Linked DNA regions of Mus musculus: region 1 is linked to region 2. The links are chromatin contacts, called in public promoter capture Hi-C maps. All regions are on one chromosome and are shown on one strand. Each heading gives the region's core, a stretch centred on a gene start, on an enhancer-like site or on the middle of the called end of the contact. The rest is flanking DNA. Distances are from core to core; before and after follow the strand shown. Region 1 holds the start of Arhgef17 (Rho guanine nucleotide exchange factor (GEF) 17). Region 2 holds the start of P2ry2 (purinergic receptor P2Y, G-protein coupled 2).

Region 1 (2,700 bases), core at 44-2,543, 80 kb after region 2:
TTCTGCAATGGCTATTGTGACTTCTCTAATAACATCTATCCCCAAGGGTGGCCTAAGGATTAAATAAAATACTTAAAATGTTACCCGTACGTCCTAGGCAGTCCATATATTTTCATTCATTTAGGTGTGGAGTCCTACATTTAAAGCCTCTGGGCAAAAAGGGACCTAACAGAGGTGCGAAGTTGACATCCCAGTAACCAGAACAATTTTAGACTTGCTAGACTGCAGCAGGAGCGGGAGGGGAGGTCTAGGGTAGATCATTGTTGCAGCGGGAGAGACACCTTCCTGGTCTGGAGGGTGGAGCACCCACAGGTAGGAGTATAGGTTTGGCGGAGGGAAGTTGAGGGCGTTCCCGTGCAAACACCTTTTGTGCAGGAGGCCAAAGAAAGGGCAGAGTGCTTGCCAAAGGGGGCAGGAAACGCCTGTAAGCAAGTGAAACCTTCCTAACCCTTCTATGGTTGGTTGTGGGAAGATGAAGTTTTATCTCTACGGAGTTTGGAGAAAGCGGAGAATCTTGCCCGCAGAGGGCGCAAGAGCAACGTACCCCGACCGCAGAAAGACGTGGGGAGCGGAGTCTTAGAGATTAGAGGACGCCAGGCCTTAGAGGGCAGGGGGCGTGGCAACTGGAAAAATGGCGGGGGAAGTTGTGTGTAATAGTCCTGAGTGGTGGGACTGCTAAAGCAGCATTGGGTGGGTTAAGGGACAGTCAGCGAGGGACAAACCAGAGGGAGGTGGGAGATAGGTGGAGCGTTTGGGAGAGTGAGGGGCGGGACATGGGCGTGGTGCGGCGGGATTCGCCACTGAAGGATGAGTACGGGGCGTGGTCTGAGCAAGGTGGGGAACCACAAGCGCTCCGGTGGGCCTGCCCCACCTACGTCTCCCTGGGCCCCACCTCTTTTCCGGCCAGGAGAGTTTCTGCGTGTACCTGAGTTTCGGTGTGTACCTGAGTTTTTGGGTCTTGGGTTGCCATGTTGGAGCCCCTGCGGCAGAGGTTCCCGCGTGAAAGCGGGGACTACTTTATGCAGAGCTGTCCACTCTCAGCTCCTGTGGGTATCTGAAGGAGTCCCCAGGGAGGATCAGCCCGCGGCTTTCGCAGCCGACTCCCCTAGAGGGTCGTTTTGGTCTACAAAAGTCCTAGCATCCTGTTTCTCCTTCGGCTCCTCCCCGATTCCCTCCCCCCACAGTGTTCCCAGCCTCGCGCGCTCCCGGAGCCCACCCCCTCTTTTGGGCGCCAGGCCCCGCCCCCCGCCCCCTTTCCTCTGCCTCAAAGTTTATTTGCAACAAAAGGGAGCAGAGAGCTAGCTGCTTAGAGGGAGGGAAAGGGAGCTGGAGCGGGAGCTCGAGGGGAGGCAGGCGGGCCGCCGGGCTTGGCAGGCGGACTTTGAGTGCAGGAACCGAGCCTTAGGCCCCTCACCGGCAGGACCGCGATGTCCCTGGCCTCTCCCGCAGAGGCTAAGGCTGGGCCTGGGGTCGCCGCAGGGGCGAGAGGGGCCGCCCAGGATGGAACTCCTGCCTTTTGTAGCCGCGGAAACTTGATCTTCGACTGATAAACCTCTGCTCACGTCTCCGCACCCTCCTCCACAGCCGCCGCACGCTGCGGGTGCAGGACCCAGGCTCTCGGACCGTGGCCACTGCGCGCCCTCGGAGTGGGAGTGCAGGGGGGGTTGGCCGCGGCGTCCCGAGGCCAGCCCCCCCGGAGTGACTAGCACCAACCATGGCGGACGGGTCACCTCGACCCCCACTTTATCGCAGCGTCTCGTTTAAACTGCTGGAGCGCTGGAGCGGCGGACCGGGGCCGAGGGAGGAGGACGCGGACACCCCTGGGTTGCGGCGCCGAGCTTCGTGCCGGCCAGCCGCGGCAGTCCCGGGCCAGCCCTCCCGGCGCGTGTCCAAGCTGGCGTCGGGGCCCCCGGCCGCCCCCGCGCAGCCGCGCCCGCTCCGCAGCCTCTCGCCATCGGTGCGCCAGCTCTCCCGGCGCTTCGACGCGGCGGGTCTGGACGACGACTCCACTGGTACCCGGGACGGGGGCTGCTCCTCCGGCACCACAGAAGAAGCTGCGGAAGGCTCTGAACGTGGGGCCTGGCCCAGCGTCACAGAGATGCGCAAACTCTTCGGCGGTCCGAGCTCCAGACGACCCAGTATGGACTCTGAGGCCCTGGGGTCGACCAGCCCCGACAGAGTTTCGTGGGAGCCCCCAACTCGCGATCCCCGGCAACCTCCGACGCCACCTCCTCGAACGTGCTTTCCTCTGGCTGGCCTGCGTTCTGCGCGGCCGCTGTCCGGGCCCGGGATCGAGGGGAGGCGACGTCGGCAGCACCAGCAACAGGAGCGGGCGCAGCGTCCGGCGGATGGTTTACATTCTTGGCATAGCTTCTCCCAACCGCAGGCCGGGGCCCGGGCCTCCTCCTCCTCCTCCATTGCCTCCTCCTATCCTGTCAGCCGCAGCCGGGCTGCTAGTTCCAGCGAGGAGGAAGAGGAGGGACCGCAGTCGCAGCTTGGGCCTCAGAGTCCGGCCTACCTCGGCGGCCACTCTTCGGGCAGTGACGAGGACCCAAATGGTGAGGATGGCCGTCGCTGGAGAGGGAGAGGTCTCCGGCCTGGACGCTCTCAGTTGGTTCACGGCTGCAGCCAGGACAGTGACGAGCTAAATCCGGGAGGCTTGGGATCAGCGGGGGGTGTCGGGAGCCCCGAACCTCCGAC
Region 2 (2,700 bases), core at 52-2,551:
CTAGAGGCTAGGATCCATCCTGGGTCCTAGGGGAAGCAGCAGAAAAAGACCTGACGGCTCAGAAGGGAGATCAGGAAAAGGAAATCCGCTGGGATTTCAATAACCAGAAAGACTTCCCTCACACGAGGACCCTAAAGCCACAAGGGTGGCTGTGGAGAGATCTAGATTTCTGGAAGCTGCCTGCACCAGCTCCCATAGCCAGCAGAGGTTAGACAAGGAGCCTTTGTGTCTGCTCAAAGGCCCCAGGAGGCTGCAGAGAGGCTCAGCCACCCAGCTCTGTGTATTCACCCTTCTCACTCTGGACAGGGCTGCAGATCGGACCCTTTCTGGACCCCTCCAGGGGCTGCGAATGGGACTTTAGTCAGCGGATACACAACTAACAAAGTCTACAGCCCTTGGGCAGAGAGCAAACTCCTCACCATAGGAAAAGGCTTGTTCTGAACTTGTCCGTTTATTTGGCCACCCCAAGACTCCCTGGATGGACACGAAAAGTAGGATCATGGAAGGACTGGCTTCATTTCGCAGAAAATGTGTCTTACAGTGCTAAAGGTGGCCTAGAACTTATACTAACAGATGCCTGAGTCAGAAATGGGAGGGGGCAGACACCCTCTCATTCATCCACCCCTTCACAGGACAGCAGTGAGGTGGCTGGTGTGGTCCTTGCCTTTTTGAGCTCAAACTAGGACAGGAATGGGGTTTGTGACTACAGAAAGTCTTCAGAGCAGGCCAGAGAGAAGAATTGAGGCAGTTCAAGATGAGAGATCAAACTAAACCAGGACTTCATGGACCCGTTAGTGACCTGAACGAAGAGCAAAAGCAGACGGAGGTGGTGAAGCCGGCAAAGATTTCTGCTGGTACCAGCAGTCTGAAAGCACATCCATCTGTCCATCCGTAAGTGACGCGGGATGGGGCAGCAGCGGAGGGAAGGCTGAGGGTCAGTATAAAGGTCCATCGGTGGGCAGTGACAGGAGCCAGGCCAGCACAAAGCAAACCTTGTAAAACTTGGGCGTCGCTGAAAATCGGTGAGCTAAGCAGGTGACCTCTGCTCAGCCAGGACGGTCGCCTTCCGCCTCTCCTTGCTCAACAGCCGTGGCGGACACGCTGACCGGCGGCGACACTGACCGACCGCGTCCCCAAGCGGGTGGCAGACTGGAAGCATCTGTTTAGAAGGGTTGGGGGCGGCTCCGGCGTCTGCCCAGAGTCTGCCCCGCCCTCCTGCTCACAGCCAGGCTATGGGGTGCGGAGCGGGGCGGAGTAGGGCGGGGACCGCGGCGCTTCCAGGCACGTGGGACCCTGCGCCACTCGGCATGGGACTCGGGCACCAGGAACAGCGGCGGCAGCCCTTGGAGGGGACCAGCGCAGCGGGGAGGTGAGAGGTGCTTCCTAGAGGGGAGCGGACACCAAGAGAGGTCGCCAAGTGAGGCCTGGGGACGGGAGCGCCGGTCGAGTCAGCGCCAAACAGGGAGAGCCCATTACGTGACTGTCCCGAGGGCTCGGGCTCCCAGCCCTTGTACTGCGCAAAACTGGGCGGTGAGAGCCGGCTGCCGGTGCGCTGATGAACTTTGTTTCCTCTAGAGCGTGATCTCGGTGAGTGTCATCTTGGTGTGTTTACCAGCATACTGGGGGAATCTGTGTGTTAGTGGGCAAATGCGCACACCCTTAGGGTGTGAGTGACTGAACTTAGTCTGTGTGTACCCCTGGGGCGTAAGTCTGTGGGCTAAGAGACCTGGGAATCCTGGAGACTTCTTGCGCTTGGACTCTTAACTCTCCCCAGAGTCAGTCTGGGTAGCTCACTCGGTGTCAGTGAGGTGTCAGTGAGGAACCGGAGGCAGTGGCAGCAGCGGCGGGGTTGTGGGGTTGGGAGTGGGGGGTGCGGTGGGGTGGGAATGTGGGTTGCTAGTGCAATTTCATATAAGGACAGTTAAGACTTTGATCTGTCTGGAAACTTTTAATCGGGCAGGTGGTGCTGTATGAAGGGTCAGGCAGAAGAAAGACAGTGTTCACCTCACTAGGGCTACAGTGTGTGTGTGTGTGTGTGTGTGTGTGTGTGTGTGTGTGTGTGTGTTACTGATCTCCAGGAGCTAGACCCAAGTGTAGATCCTTCTGGGAACTAGCCTTTCCAGTTTGGAGATTTATAGGGCTAGGTGACTGCTGTGCTCAGAATGGCATCCCTAGAGTCCCTGGGTCAGCAGCCTTGTTTTGGATCAAGTTTGGAATAGTGGCTTTTGAAGATCAGGCTGGGGCGGCAGGGAAGTGGCAATTATCTGTGGGTGGGAGTGGGAGGAAGGAGAGTCTCTGAACAGACTCTACACTGCTGCCAGTGTGGGTCCTGCATGAGGGCTGGGGACAAGCCCTGCTGCGGAGGTCTGCCCCTCTCCTTTTCCATGCTTTGGATACTCCAGAGTTTTGAGGACATGGGCAGGTTGGCATACTGGGTAATCCTCAGAAATGGCTGCCCAGATGCAGAGTGAGGTTGTGGCCTTTCCGGGATCCCTTTTGCCCACCTACCCCAGGCACCAGATGAGCATGTGAGGATGTCACCAAGGCCTCATGGGTGACACCAGGAGTTCTTTAATTTCCTGGCTGTAGTCTTTCTTCTTAATGAGAAGTGCTTATGCTACTATTGGAATGTTGTTGAACTGTTACTTGTTACAGTTTATAAGAATCCCTCATCTTTTCCTCCTAAAGGCCCCATGAGAA

What was found. Capture Hi-C pulls out chosen DNA fragments and counts their contacts.
Region 1: a contact with region 2 is called in a promoter capture Hi-C map of pancreatic islet. The contact joins the promoter of Arhgef17 here to the promoter of P2ry2 in region 2. A contact is called at or near these places in 4 of 39 promoter capture datasets (the HPC-7 cell line, embryonic stem cells, liver and 1 more), 1 of 484 Hi-C or Micro-C datasets (cerebral cortex), 11 of 115 datasets of contacts at active chromatin or transcription factors (the HPC-7 cell line, bone marrow-derived macrophages, embryonic forebrain and 6 more) and 4 of 9 other capture datasets (adipose tissue, liver, macrophages and 1 more).

Annotation. Positions count from the first base shown.
Region 1 is chr7:100,930,754-100,933,453 of GRCm38.p6, reverse strand. It overlaps Arhgef17 (Rho guanine nucleotide exchange factor (GEF) 17), which reads left to right and starts at 1,293. Exons shown (of 21, transcript NM_001081116.1): 1 at 1,293-2,700. The coding sequence starts at 1,715.
Region 2 is chr7:101,010,599-101,013,298 of GRCm38.p6, reverse strand. P2ry2 (purinergic receptor P2Y, G-protein coupled 2) reads left to right here and starts at 1,301. Exons shown (of 3, transcript NM_008773.4): 1 at 1,301-1,587.